Linked DNA regions of Sus scrofa: region 2 is linked to region 1. The links are chromatin contacts, called in public Hi-C maps. All regions are on one chromosome and are shown on one strand. Each heading gives the region's core, a stretch centred on a gene start, on an enhancer-like site or on the middle of the called end of the contact. The rest is flanking DNA. Distances are from core to core; before and after follow the strand shown.

Region 1 (7,035 bases), core at 4,440-6,939:
CTTCACAGAGCACAGGTCGGACAGACTCCAGATACTGAGAGGCAAGGAGGGGAGGAGGGTAGGGCGCGCCCCGTGCCCGGCAGCTCCCGCCCCATCCCGGGTACCTGGCCCACCTTGCGCACGGTGTCCTGCACAGCGGGCACAGGCTGGCGAGGCAGGGAGCGCTGGTAACTGAAGAGCATTGGGTGGCGGCCGGAGAAGATGCGAACCAGAGCCTGGCGGAAAGCAGGAATTAGTGCTGACTTTTTACTTCGGGCTTTTTAGGGCCGCACCCGCGACATATGGAAGTTCCCAGGCTAGGGGTTGAATCGGAACTGCCGGCCCATGCCACAGCCACAGCCACATGAAATGTGAACTGCATCTGCAACCTACACCACAACTCAGGCAACACTGGATCCTTAATGGGAGTTCCCATTGTGGCTCAGCGGGTAAGGAATCCGACTAGTATCCATGAAGATGTGGGTTTGATCACTGGCCTCGCTCAGTGGGTTAGGATCTGGTGTTGCTGTGGTTGTGGTGCCAGCAGCTGCAGCTCCAACTGGACCCTAGCCTGGGAACTTCCATATGCTGTGGGTGCGGCCCTAAAAAAAAGTGAAACGAACAAACACAAAAACCATTGGATCCTTAACCCACTGAGCGAGGACAGGAATCCAACCCACATCCTCATGGATACTAGTTGGGTTCTTAACCTGATGAGTGACAACAGGAACTCCAAAATTAATTAGTGGTTCATTAAACTCCTCGCTGCAGGTGTTGAGGCTTGGGGGCGGGAACCCACAGAGAGAATGGGGCAGACAGGGCTTGAGCAGGGCTCTGCCCCTCCCATACCAGCCAGGTCTTGGTGGGTGAGGACATGACCCCATGGGTTTCAAGGAGCCAGCCGTGGTAGGACAGAAGGAGCCTCAGGGCCACGTGAGTGTGAAGATCAGGGCCCCCCATAGACACGAAGCAAACAACGCAGCCGCCAGGATGCCTCGAAGCCTGTGATGCTGTGCGCCCCTAGAGGAGGGAGAGAAAGACAGACCGGCCTTCAGAACACCCCCCCTCCAGCTGCCGGACCCAGTGGCCATCCATCCAAACATTCTCTGACTCTGGTCTTTTGGCAGGTGGAAGAATATCCTACAGAATTTGAGTCAGTCTGGAGTTCCCATCGTGGTGCAGCAGAAACGAATCCGACAAGGAACCATGAGGTTGCGGGTTTGATCCCTGGCCTCGCTCAGTGGGTTAAGGATACAGCGTTGCCGTGAGCTGTGGTGTAGGTTGCAGACGTGGCTCGGATCCAGCGTTGCTGTGGCTGTGGCTGTGGCCTGGGAACCTCCATATGGCACAGGTGTGGCCCTCAAAGGACAAAAGACAAAAAAAAAAAAAAAAAAAGAATTTGAGTCAGTATGAAAATATTCAGGGGAGTTCCCTGGTGGCCTAGTGGTTAAGGATCCAGCACTCTCACTGCTGTGGAGCAGGTTCGATCCCTGGCCCGGGGAACTTCTGAATGTGGGCCAGCCAAAAAAATTAAAAGTTTCCTCCTTAAAAAAAAAGGAGTTCCCATCAGAGTGAAGCAGAAACCCATCCAACTAGGTCGCGGGTTTGATCCCTGGCCTCACTTGATCCCTGGATTCCTCCTAGGTGTGATTTTTCAGTTCACCCACCACCTCCCCCCAGGACTATGGAGACAGCACATTTCTCAAATCGCTTCCCATAGAAACTGAGAGGTGTTTAATACATGAGAGCTGGTATTTCTAGAGCAACATACCAGATATCAAATTATACTCTAAGGCGGTGGTTCTCAAAGTGGGGCCCTGGAAGCTTGTTAGAAATGCAAATTCCGGAGTTCCCGTCGTGGCGCAGTGGTTAACGAATCCGACTAGGAACCATGAGGTTGCGGGTTCGATCCCTGCCCTTGCTCAGTGGGTTAACGATCCGGCGTTGCCGTGAGCTGTGGTGTAGGTTGCAGACGCGGCTCGGATCCCGCGTTGCTGTGGCTCTGGCATAGGCCGGTGGCTACAGCTCTGATTCAACCCCTAGCCTGGGAACCTCCATATGCCGCGGGAGCGGCCCAAGAAATAGCAACAACAACAACAACAACAACAAAAAAGACAAAAGACAAAAAAAAAAAAAAAAAAAAAGAAATGCAAATTCCTGGGCCCCACCCAGACCTACTAAGTTAGAATCTCTTGACATTCGGCCCAGCAATCAGGCTATTTTTTTTTTTCTTTTTATGGATGCACCCTCAGCATGTGAAAGTTCCCAGGCTAGGGGTCGATTCAGAGCTACAGCTGCCAGCCTATACCGCAGCCACAGCAACACCAGATCCAAGCCTCGTCTGCAACCTACACCACAGCTCACAGCAACGCCGGATCCTTAATTCACTGAGCGAAGCCAGGGATCGACCCTGGGCCCACATAGATCCTAGTTGGCTTCATTACCGCTGAGCCACAGTGGGAACTCCCCAGGTGATTTAAATACAAGCTCAAGCTTAAGAGACACCGGTCTAAAGCTACAGTAAGTTAACATGTTTGCAAAGTTGCAAGTGAACTTGAGAAAACCCTACGTGGAAGACTTGGGGCAATCATTTCCCTTCTGCAGACTGGGTCAATCTAGCTTCTCTGGAAATCTCTATTTCTGACCCTGGGTCTGCCCTTTGAGGCTGTCTGCACAAAATTTGAACATTCTTCCCCAGAAGGACTAATCCAAGATTTAGAATGTGCCATTTCACCCACATTTGGTTTCCAGACCTTTCCCAACAACTATACTAATTCAGTCTCTCCCCTGTAATAACCATCAGGCACTGTACTGAATATTCCCCAGGCAAGATTTTGTTTAATTCCTCCAACCACCCTAGGAAACACCTGTTATTACGTCCATATTACAGGTAAAGACCCTGACACGAATGGTGAGGTCTCTTGCTTAAGATTACACAGCTAGATTAGCAGAGCTCATGGTACATCGCAGTGCCCAGACATTGTCCAGTTTGTCACCATCCCTCTTAGCAAGAAGCAGCCAGGATGGAGTTCCTGTCGTGGCACATCAGAAACGAATCCAACTAGGAACCATGAGGTTGTGGGTTCTATCCCTGGCCACACTCAGTGGGTTAAGGATCCCGCATTGCTGCGAGAGCTGTGGTGTAGGCTGCAGATGCGGCTTGGATCTGGGTGTTGCTATGGCTGTGGTATAGGCAGGAGGCTGTAGCTCCGTTTCGACCCCTAGCTTGGGAACCCCCATATGCTGTGGGTGTGGCCCTAAAAAGACAAAAAAAAAAAAAAAAGCAGCCAGGATGGAAAATGTGCAGACACAAGAGAGGCGATCACCTCCTTTACTTGCTGCCATACCTTTATTAATCTGACTGCGAGTAAGTCTCAGAGATTACTTTTCTTTAACAGGCATATCATGCTGATAGAGAAACTTACTGGGTGGAGGGAAAGGGATTAGGAGGTTCCTGGGCTGAAGTGGGGGACCTCACCAGTCTGGCAGCAACTCTTTGATTTTCTCCATCAGTCCTAGGGAAGGATCCAGCTGGAGGAAACAGGCAAGCTGGATTGCACTGAAGAGGAAGAGCCAGCTGAGCGGGCTGGCAGGGAACACACCTATGAGAAAGTCGTTCTGCAGAGAGGAGAGAGCACCTATTCAATCACTTATCCCATCTGCTGAGCACCATTCTTAATCTTTTTTGATCATTTTATTTTTTGTCTTTTCTAGGGCTGCACCTGCAGCACATGGAGGTTTCCCAGGCTAGGATCAAATAGGAGCTGTAGCTGTGGGCCTACGCCAGAGCCACAGCAACAGGATCCAAGCCGCGTCTGTGACCTACACCACAGCTTACAGCAACTCCAGATCCACAACCCACTGAGCAAGACCAGGGATTGAACCCGCAATCTCATGGTTCCTAGCCGGATTCGTTAATCACTGATCCACGACGGGAACTCCATTTTTATTTTTAATTTATTTTTTATTTTATTTTTTTGTTTGTTTTTTGGTCTTTTTAGATGCACCAGAGGTAAGGGGAAATTGGTGTTTGTGGGCATGGGGAGAGGGTCCAGGGAGAGAGGAATGAGGGTTCCCAGGAGGTGAGGTTTAGGATCCCAGAAGTAAGCCACGGAGAACCTGGAAATGGCTTTAAAGGGTCCTGGAAGTGGACATCAAAATTCCCAGAAGGGATGACAAGCTCCCAGAAGTGGGACCACCAGGATGCCGGAAGTGGGGCTCCAGCATCCCGGAAGCAGGTAACTGTATTCCCGGAAGGAAACCAAGGCGCAGCCCTCCTCACCCAGAAACGGGAGAGATGCCTTTTCCAGGAGCGCAGTCCGGAGAGGTAGATCTCCTGCAACAATGGGGGACTGAGTTCCACTTCTCCCCCGTCCGAGGTCAGCGGGGGTCGGAAACCCACGGCCTGGTGCGCTTCGGCCATGTCACGCTCCAGCCCTGGGGGTGGGGAAGGACAGACGGTCATTCTCCAGACCCTCCCCTCCGCCCCCGCAGATCCAGGAATATAGGACGCCAGCTTATCCTTCCCTAACCACCTGAGGGGTCGTGAGGGTCCTGGCCTTAGACGCTGGTGTGGGGGGACTTCAACTGAACGCACAGAGAGGCAGGAGGGGTAATTCGCTCTAACCTCTTCTGCGGCTATTCTGAGAACGTGACGGGGACAGTGCCCCCTCCCCAATGGACGTCCAAGATTCGGGGGTCGGGGCGGAAAACCGATTCAATTCAGGGTGAGTTGCGAAGTCTCCGGAAAAACATTAAACCCAAACCCTTTTGAAATGAACACCTGCCGGACGCTGGCATCTTCCACACCATTTCCGTTTCCCCCTCCAGGGAGCTGGGAGGGGAGTGTCGGGAGGGGGCAGCTGGGCGGGGGCTCTCTACCAAGCCATCCTCTCTGGGGTGGTCCAACGTCCCCTCCCCCCCTTCCGGGGCTGAAAGGGATGAGCGGGGGCGGGGCACCCCTACTGCGCATGCCTCGCAGGCAGGGATGCGGAGGCTGAGGGCAGAGGCGAGCGTCGAGGACAGGTGATGGAGAGGCCTGCACTCCCAGCCCGACACAATCCTCCAGCTCCAGCAGAAGCTCGGGCCGCTCTAAGTCCGGCACTTACCACGCTGAGTCAGGGGTCTGCCGATCTGATCCTAGCGGGAGTACACGGGCGACCCCCGATTTAGAGCTCCGGACCCATGCCTCCCACTTGCCTATGTCCAGTTCCAGTGCTACGAGGCCACAACTGGGTCGACGGACCTTCAGAGCTCCTGTCTGCTTCTGACTATCCAACATCCAAGAACCCCAATTTCTGTCTCGCCTTTGCCTCTCCGGATATTCTAGTCCCGGGTTTTATCCCCGCCCCTCCCAATCTTCTCTCTCCGCCCCCTTCGAATTCCAGCGTCCAATCCCCTCCATCCGTTCGATCCCCAGCCCTCAGACTCCTACCCGCCCGATGCTCCACAATTGGGCCGCCCCGGTTCTACGCAGCGCTCTCCGAACCCCGGGTTCTTCGGCTCCCCAGTCCGCTCTTTGTCTTTTTCACTCTTTCTCTTTGAGGAAGGAGGCTCAGCCTGGAACTCGGCCCACGCGCGTGGGAGCCGAGCGAATCTCAGCCCTACCGCTCGGGAGGGAGGAGGGCTGCTTTGGGGTCGGGTTGACCCAGCAAAACCACCCACGGAAAGTGCAACTGCATGGATTGAGTTGGCGTGAAGGCGCTTCACGGCTCGGATTCAAGTTAGGCAGAGCGACTTCCGTGAGGGGAAAATGGTGCATGGATAAAGGGGAGAATATATTAGGGACCAGGCTCAGGCTGGGAGGCCAGAATAGGCACAGACAAGCAGAGACTTGAAACATGGAATTCTCGTATATTTATTCAGCTCTGGACGTTAACATTTTTTGTCCAGCCTGGGTCCGGTGTGCACGTGGGTCCAGCCCAATTGCAGTCTGGGGAGGTGGATGGAGTTAGGGCAAAAGAAACTTGAGGTCACAGCCTCAATACACAGATGGGTAAACTGAGGCCAGGGAAGGCGTAGAGATGTGCCCAATGTCACCCAGCAAGTTGCGCTCTGCGCAGGCTGGGGTCCTGGAGACGCCGCAGGAGTCTGGCCTCCCGCCGCCGCCGCCGCCGCCGCCGCCGCCCGTAGCTGTAGGGGTCCTGAGGCTTGCGGCCAGCCTTCCCTGAGAGCTCCTTGGTGGAGGCAGAACGGAGCCAGTATATGATCTCTGGCAGGCGGTGCGTCTGGCAAGTGCCCAGGGAACACAGGCGCCCGCTCTTTAGGGAAACCTGGTGCCGGGTCAGCCTGGGGATGGAGCGTGGGAGAAGGGCCGATTCAAACAATGCACTCGAGAAATGCGGCCCGATGGGGAGACCCAGAAGTCCGAAACTGGCGGGCCGCGTCTGCAGATCATCTTCCCACCCCACCCATCCTCCCGAGGCACCGACGCGGAAAGCCGCCTAGAGAGGGCGCATGCCTTTCGCGGTCTTTTTCCCACCCAGTCCCCGCAGCCACCAGCGTTTCTCACCTGCCCGCGGAGTCTGGGTCCCCCAGGATGGAGGAAGCAAAGAGCCACAGCAAGAGGATATGGGCGGTCATCGTAAGGGGCTGGGGGGGGGGAACCCCTCGAGTCGAGCGGCTCCTCCGGGGTCCGGCCCCGCCCAACTCCCCGGGTCTGGAGAATCCCCCGAGCGCCTGCTTTAGCGCGAGGACTCAGGGCGTCCCCACTTCTCAGGAGGAAAAAACTGAGGCCGAAAGAGCCACACCACGCCAGAAGGGAAGGATTTAGGAGCCAGACGCCCACCTTCCGCACCGTGGGTACGGAGCCCTCACGGGTGTGCGGGTCCCGCCGCGATGCGGCCTATGCCCCTGGGAGGCCTCGGGAGACGCGACCCCTTTAAGGCGCAGGAAGGAGGGGCGGGGCGGCCGACACCTGCAAGCGGCCACCGACGCAGCTGCGAGGCTTCCAGGAAGGGGTGGAGGCAGGGCAGCACCTCACCCTCTCATCTGCTGGGGACCTGAGTAGCCCAGAAGCTGGAGAGACCGCAGTCTTAGGGGACAGACGATCGTTCT
Region 2 (7,532 bases), core at 3,331-5,830, 100 kb before region 1:
CAAATTACAAACAAAGTCAGATGACTTAGTGGAAATGTACCCGACTGGAATCCAAGAAGACGTGGGTTCAATCCCTGGTCCTGGGGGGTTCAGGATCTGGCGTTGCTGTGGCTGTGGTGTAGGCTGGCGGCTACAGTTGATTGGACCCCTAGCCTGGGAACCTCCATATGCCGCGGGTGCGGCCCTAAAAAGACAAAGAGAAAAAAAGAAAGAAAGGAAGGCAGGCAGGCAGGCACCCTGGGGACAGAGGTGGGCTCTGCCTCTCACTGCTTCCTCATGCTCATGCCCCCTGTTTGCCCCACCAGATGTCACAGCTGAGTCCTCACCACCCACTTTCAGAGGCCCCCCAGAGAGACTAGTCAAAATGAACAAACGTGTTCCTGCTGTGGCTCAGCAGTTAACAAACCAGACTAGGATCCATGAGGACGTGGGCTCAATCGCTGGCCTCGCTCAGCGGGTTAAGGATCTAGTGTTGCCGTGAGCTGTGGCGGTGGCTGGTGGCTACAGCTCCAATTTGACGCCAGCCTGGGAACCTCCATATGCCTCGGGTTTGGCTTTAAAAAGCAAGGAAAGGAGTTCCCGTCGTGGCTCAGTAGTTAACGAATCCGACTAAGAACCACGAGGTTGTGGGTTCGATCCCTGGCCTTGCGCAGTGGGTTAAGGATCCAGCGTTGCCGTGAGCTATGGTGTAGGTCGCAGACGTGGCTCTGATTCCGTGTTGCTGTGGTGTAGGCCGGCAGCTACGGCTCCGATTCCACCCCTAGCCTGGGAACCTCCATATGCCGCAGAAGCGGCCCTAGAAACGGCAAAAAGACAATAAATAAATAAATAAATGAAAGGGGGGGGAATGAATCTTCGCAAAGCAAGGGCGTTTCAAGAGTCACACTACCTGCTTTGTTCCTTAAGTGATGGAAATTCCCGAAGAAGATACAATTTCTCCAAGTGTGAATGAAACTCGGTGACTTTGTGATCTTTGTTACAGACTCACCCAGAAAGTCACAGAAACTGAACTCAGATGGTTACATAGGACCTGACAAAACAATGACAACTGTGAATCTTTTTTTTTTTTTTTTTTTTTTGTCTTTTTGTTGTTGTTGCTATTTCTTGGGCCGCTCCCACGGCATATGGAGGTTCCCAGGCTAGGGGTCGAATCGGAGCTGTAGCCACCAGCCTACGCCAGAGCCACAGCAACGCGGGATCCGAGCCGCGTCTGCAACCTACACCACAGCTCACGGCAACGCCGGATCCTTAACCCACTGAGCAAGGGCAGGGACCGAACCCGCAACCTCATGGTTCCTAGTCGGATTTGTTAACCACTGCGCCACGACGGGAACTCCCCTGATTTTTCTTTTTAAATAAGGGGGTCTGTCTGCCTTTCCTGATACCCGCCAGGTTTCGTTTCCTGGAGATTATCTTTGCCATTGCTTTCACTCTTTCGTTTATTCAGCAAAGATCTCCTGAGGCCTCGTGGGTGCTAGGCTCCAGCTAGAAGCGAATGGTAGGACCAAGAGCCAGTCCTAGACATTCACAGTCCAGAGGTATGGGCTGTGGCAGGGCAACACCCAGGAGCAACGGGGGCAGAGAAGGGCACAAATGGCTGCTTGCCAAAATCATGGAAAGGACATGTGAGTTGGGGCATGATGTTTATATAGGAGTCTGCCAGGGAGAAGCAGAGGATGAAGTGCATGCTGGGCCTTCATTCCTTTACTCGCTTGTTCAGCAAAGCTTTCCTTTGGCCTCCCCTGTGCCAGGCCTTGCACTGGGTGCTAGAGACTTGAGAGACGTCAGACTTGGACGTGGGCCTCAAGGAGCCCCCATTTACCATTCACATCTTCCCACCACCTCTCCCGGTGGGGCTCGATTGGCGTGGATTTTGCCCCAAGGGGACGTTTGACAATGTCTGGAGACATTTCTGTTTGTCACACTTGAAAGGGAAGCAGCCACCGGCATCTGGTGGGTAGAGGCCAGTTACTGAACACCTCAAGAGGCATGAGATGGCCCCCCCACCACAAAGAATCATTCGGTTCAAAGGGTCAACAGAGCCGAGGTTGAGAAATCCTGTTCTCCCTGACCACACGGGGAAACCTGTCAAGTTTCCATCGAAGGCGCAGCCCCCAGTCCTGCACACAGCCTGCAGCAAAGCAGGCCTTCAACCACATTCGCTGCGGGGATGTATGAAGATTAACAGCAGCCTGTGAACTGACACTGTTTTTTTCTTTTCCTTTTTTTAGGGCCGCACCTGTGGCGTATGGAAGTCCCAGGCCAGGGGTCGAGTATAAGCTGCAGCTGCCAGCCTACACCACAAACCAGCACGGGTTAATGAACTCTGACCAGACCCTGAGCTGAACACAGTAAGAAGATGAGCTCCTGGGACCCCCCGCCCCCCGCCCCAAGAGTGCTGAAACACAGACTACTGTTATCCAACTGCAAACCAAGAAACGGAACGCCGAAACCCGAGCTAACAGCAAAAGCTTAGGCAGCACTTCATACATCAGGCACTGTTTTAAATCGTCAGCAACTCATTTGCTTAATTCACAAGGTAACCCTACAAAGTTCTCACGAGGTCCTCAATGATCCTCAGCTCATGGGAGTCCCACCCCCTCACACGCGGAACAGGACGGAGCTGAATGAGAGCTGCTGCTGTGGAACTTGCAAGGGATGCTCGGGCTGAGGAAAGCCGGCTGCCACATTGGGAGGACACGCAAGCAGCCCCATGGAGATGCCCTGTGGCTACCAGCCGGCAAGGAGTGGAGGCCTCCAGCCAACAGCCTTTGGGTGAGCCACTTAGGAAACGGATACATCAGTCCCAATCAAACTGCCAAATGACTGGTGACTGCAGCTCATGGTGACTGAAATCTCAAGAGAGACCCTGAGCCAGAGGCATCCATCAAAGCCCCTCCTGAATCCCTTACTTACAGAGACCACATGAGATAATAACTATTTGTGTTGCCCTTTTTTCTTTCTCTTTTTGGCTGCACCCATGTTCCTAGACCAGGGAACAAATCTGAGCCACGGCTGCGACCTACACCACCGTGGTCAGAGCCAATGCCAGATCCTTAACCCACGGCACTGGGCCACCACAGAGACAAGCTGGATCAAACCCTCGCCACCACAGAGACAAGCTGGATCCTTAACCTGCCTGAGCCACAGCAGGAACTCTTTTTCGGTTTGTTTTGCTTTTCAGGGCCTTGTTTTTAAGCAGCTAAATTTCAATCTGTCGCCCAACAGGAGAGAAGGAATACAATAGCTGTAAGAACTATCAACATTCCCCTTTTAGAGATAAATTATGTTAAACACAGAGAGAACCAGGACTCCTGGGTCTGGGAGTTCTGTTGGGGTATAGCCATGCGGTGGCCCCAGGCTGTCTGCACCTGCAAGAGTTTGCAATGCAAACTTATCAAAACCTGCTCCAAAGCACAAGATGCCTAGCCCAACCCCACCCCCTTTCAATCAGGCTTCACTGCGCTCAGCTGAAAAAGGAAGCCACGGGAGAAATGAAACACAAACAAAAAGGGGGGAAATCGCACGGAGAGTAGGGCCTGGGTGCTAGAGTTCCTTCCGCTTCCAAACCAGATGGCATCACCGCTGAGCACACAGAACCGGGCACACAAGTGACTTAGGACAAAACCACAATCCCAATCACAGTCCTTGTTAGCTTCCCAATGTGAGGGAATGGATCCTACAGCTCAAACCCAGGTCCCTCCCAGGGTCCCCCAACCCACCCCAAAGCCCGGAAAAGAGCTCACTTAATGCCATCCAGCCAGGTGACAAACTCATAGGCGCTGCTGGTAGGAGCGTGACATTGTACGTAGGACTCCGGAGCGCAGTCCACCGTGTTGAACACCACGAGGCTGTATTGGGTCCCCCCATACTGGCAGAGGAGGACAGAAGAACTTTTCATCTGGGACCTCAGCTGTCTTTTCTCTCAGAGAAGTGGGAGCTCCCAGCTCCCTCCTCCCTCGAACCCAGGAGTCCGCACCCGAGCCTCTCCTCCCTCGGATCCAGGAGTCCAAGCCCCCAGGCCCTTCTCCCTGGGACCCAGAAGTCCGGACCCCAACCCTCCCGCACGACTCAGGAGTCTGGAACCACCCCCCGCCCCGCTCCTTCTTCCTCAGCTCCAGCCCCCTCCTCCCGGACTCAGAGCCCGGACCCCAGCCCCTCCCCCGAGACCCAGTAGTAGGGACTCCCAGCTTCCCTCTCCCTCGACCTTCAAGAGTCCCAAGACTCACGTCTCCCCCGAAGTCGGTCTCCGCAGGAGGACCACCATTAAAATACCTGTGAGGGTCGGGGGTGAAAAGTCGGGGTGAGGCAAGAGACTGGAAAACTAAAGTCGGAGGGCGGGGTTGGAGTCGCGGAAACCTCACTCACTCGATGGCGGGGAGCAGGTAGTGCTTTCGAAGCCCCTCGAAGTAGGGCCCCAGGTTAGCTGTGCCCTCAATCACAAACACCACGTCAGCTACGAGGCCCCCGGCGCGCGCCGGGCCCTCCGACCCGAGTACCATGCCCCGCGCCCCAGCCGCCGCTGCCGTTGCCGCCGTCGCCGTCTCCGCCACCGCGGGATGAGCGCAAGTGCGCCTGCGCCGCGCCCGCGCCTGCGCCGGACGGCCTCGCGCCCCTGACGCCGCGCCTGCGGCCATGTTTGTGCGGGGCACTCAGGGCGCGTCGGTTGATCTCCATCCTCCTTCGTACCAACCTTGTGCAAGCCTCCAAAAGGACCTAGAGAACCCCTTCGGGGGCCTGGTGTAAAGATTAATTATTGGCAGGACGTAGAGAACGAAATATATTGAGAGCGGCGCTTCGGCCGCCATCTTTGAGCGGGGCGGCTCTTCCGACACTAGTTTCACTGGGAGGGTCGGAAGATCTAGTTGCCATGCAACGCGCACGCTGCCCTGGTTTTCTGACAGAGATTAGGTTTTCAGCTAAATTCTTTCTGGCTCCCAGGGAACCGGGAGGGGGGGGTGGGTCGTGTGCAGGGTCCAATCACCTAGTCTGAAACAGGGTTACTAGGCAACGCTTTAAAGGGGCAATCGACTCTGGAGAGAGTGCAGCTGTTTTTTTTCCCTGAAGAGACGGCTCACTCCAACCCCAGTGGTGGTTGCTAAGTAACACCTGATAGTTGTTTTCTGGGCGAGAGGCCAGAAACCGGCCTAGATCTGAAATACGTTCCAGGTGGATTAAAAATGCAAATGAAACCATAACACTGTATAATCTTGAAGACTGGAAAAAAGAGTTTATCATTGCAGCAAAGCCAGAAAACGTAAAATACAGATCTGTTTCTCCGCAAAAGACTCCATAAACCAAGTTGAAAACGATCTATAAACCGGGAAAGTCGTTGGAACTTAAGTGTTGACAGAAATTTACTACACAGATACATTTTACTAATTAATAGAAACTTAGGAAAATAATACTTTTTTTAGGTGGGGAAGGAAAATATTGCAGGCTTTTCCCACCCACAAAACCTATTTTAAAATATCGAGTAATGGACTTCTCCTCGTGGCTCAGTGGTTAACAAACCCCACTAGTATCCATGAGGATGTGCTTTCGATCCCTGGTCTCACTCAGTGGGCTAACAGTCGGCTTTGCCATGAGCTTGTAGGTCAAAGATGCAGCGCAGATCCTGAGTTGCTGTGGAGTAGGCTGGTGACTACAGCTCATATAGGACCCCTAGCCTGGAAACTTCCATATGGGGGGGGTGCTAAAAAGAAAAAAAAAAAGAAAAAGGGAGTAAATCTCTGAAAGCCACTCATCTTCGATTAAATAATACTGGAGTTCCCCTGTGGTGCAGCGGGTTAAGGACCCCCTGTTGTCATTGCAGCAGCTGGGGTCGCTGCTGTGGTAGGGGTTCAATCCCTGGCCTGGAAACTTCCATATGTCTCTGCTGCAGCCAAAGAAAAAAAAGAGTGCTGTCAGCATTTTACTCTTGTCAAGGTAATTATGTTGGAAGGTTGGAAAACACACGTCCATGAGGATGAGGGGGTTTGGGTAAAGTAAGCTGGTGAAGACGTGGGATAGTGGGGGTGGAAATGAGAACAACGTCTTCCAATGCAGTTTGTCGATATATTTCAGGGAAAAAGGGTGCGTTGCTTTGCACACTCAGCAGTATCACTATATTGTCACATTTATCTTTTTCCTTTTTGATTTGCTGAACGTTTTATGGTGTTGTTTCTTTTGGCTGCACCTCCAGCATATGGAAATTGCCAGGCCAGGGGTCAAACCCCCACCATAGCAATGCCAAAGGCACGGCAGTGACAACAGGGGATACTTAACCTGCTGCACCACCAGGGAACTCCTTTGCTGAACCATTTTATTTATTTAGGTATTTTTTTACTTTTTAGGGCCACACTTGTGTCATATGGAAGTTCCCAGGTTAGGGGTTGAATCTGAGCTGCAGCTGCTAGCTTACCGCACAACCATAGCCACAGCAACTCAGGATCTGAGCCCGGTCAGCAAACTGCACCAAAGCTCACACGGCAATGCCAGATCCTTAACCCACCGAGCAAGGCCAGGGATTGAACCTGCATCCTCATGGATACTAGTTGAGTTTATTACCACCAGCGTATGCCACAACAGGAATTCCTGCTGAACCCTTTGAAAACAAATCCCCCAGGAGTTCCTGATGTGGTGCAACAGGTTAAGGATCCAGCATTGGCTCTGCAGTGGCTGGGGACATTGCTGAGGCATGGGTTGTATCCCTGCCTGGGAACTTCCATAAGCCTTGGGTGTGGCTAAACAACACCACCACCACCCTGCCATCTAGAGTTCCCATCGTGGCTCAGTGGTTAACAAACCTGACTAGTAACCAAGACGATTCGGGTTCAATCCCTGGCCTCGATTAGTGGGTTAAGGATCTGGCGTTGTCGTGAGCTGTAGCAAACAAGGCTGGGATCCTGTGTCGCTGTGACTGTGGCTACAGCTACAGCGGCTACAGCTCGGATTGGACCCCTAGCCTGGGAACCTCCATATGCCACAGGTGAGGCCCTGGAAATGACCAAAAAAAAAAAAAAAAATTATTTCTTAGTCTGGTCAAACACTTAAATCCATGATCAAATTTATCTTGGAGTTTCTGTCATGGCTCAGTGGTTAAGGAATCTGACTATGAACCACGAGGTTGCGGGTTCCATCCCTGGCTTCTCTCAGTGGGTTAAGGATCCAGTGTTGGCCGTGAGCTGTGGTGCAGGTCGCAGACACAGCTCGGATCTGACATGGCTGTGGCTGTGGTGTGGGCTGACGGCTACAGCTCAGATTGGACCCCTAGCCTGGGAACCTCCATATGCCACAGGTGCAACCCTAGAAAAAGACCCAAAAAAAATTTATCTCAAAACGTCTTTTGTGGACTTCTCTTGTAGTGAAGCATGTTAAGGATCTGGCACTGTCACTGCAGTGGCTTTGATTGCTGTTGTGGTGTGGGTTTGGTCCCTGGCTTGGAAATTTCCACCTGCCACTGGCAGAGCCAAAAAAAAGGAGGAAAAAAAATCTTTAAAAGGCAGAACAACAAGAAATATAAAAATTAAATGGTAGAAATAAATCTAAAT

Evidence for each region. A called contact is a pair of places that touch in the nucleus more often than the background predicts.
Region 2: a contact with region 1 is called in a Hi-C map of skeletal muscle, with 2.8 times the contacts expected there. The contact joins the promoter of MED25 here to the promoter of CPT1C in region 1. A contact is called at or near these places in 1 of 5 promoter capture datasets (liver), 2 of 47 Hi-C or Micro-C datasets (both in skeletal muscle) and 1 of 2 datasets of contacts at active chromatin or transcription factors (alveolar macrophages).

The regions. Positions count from the first base shown.
Region 1 is chr6:54,731,355-54,738,389 of Sscrofa11.1, reverse strand. It overlaps CPT1C (carnitine O-palmitoyltransferase 1, brain isoform), which reads right to left and starts at 5,689. Exons shown (of 19, transcript XM_021094747.1): 1 at 5,414-5,689; 2 at 4,262-4,416; 3 at 3,458-3,597; 4 at 829-999; 5 at 114-215; 6 at 1-34. The coding sequence starts at 939. ADM5 (adrenomedullin 5 (putative)) reads right to left here and starts at 6,781. Exons shown (of 2, transcript NM_001099939.1): 1 at 6,491-6,781; 2 at 5,852-6,267. The coding sequence starts at 6,561. The coding sequence ends at 6,015.
Region 2 is chr6:54,831,351-54,838,882 of Sscrofa11.1, reverse strand. It overlaps MED25 (mediator of RNA polymerase II transcription subunit 25), which reads right to left and starts at 4,580. Exons shown (of 19, transcript XM_003127336.5): 1 at 4,369-4,580; 2 at 4,230-4,275; 3 at 3,747-3,871. The coding sequence starts at 4,502.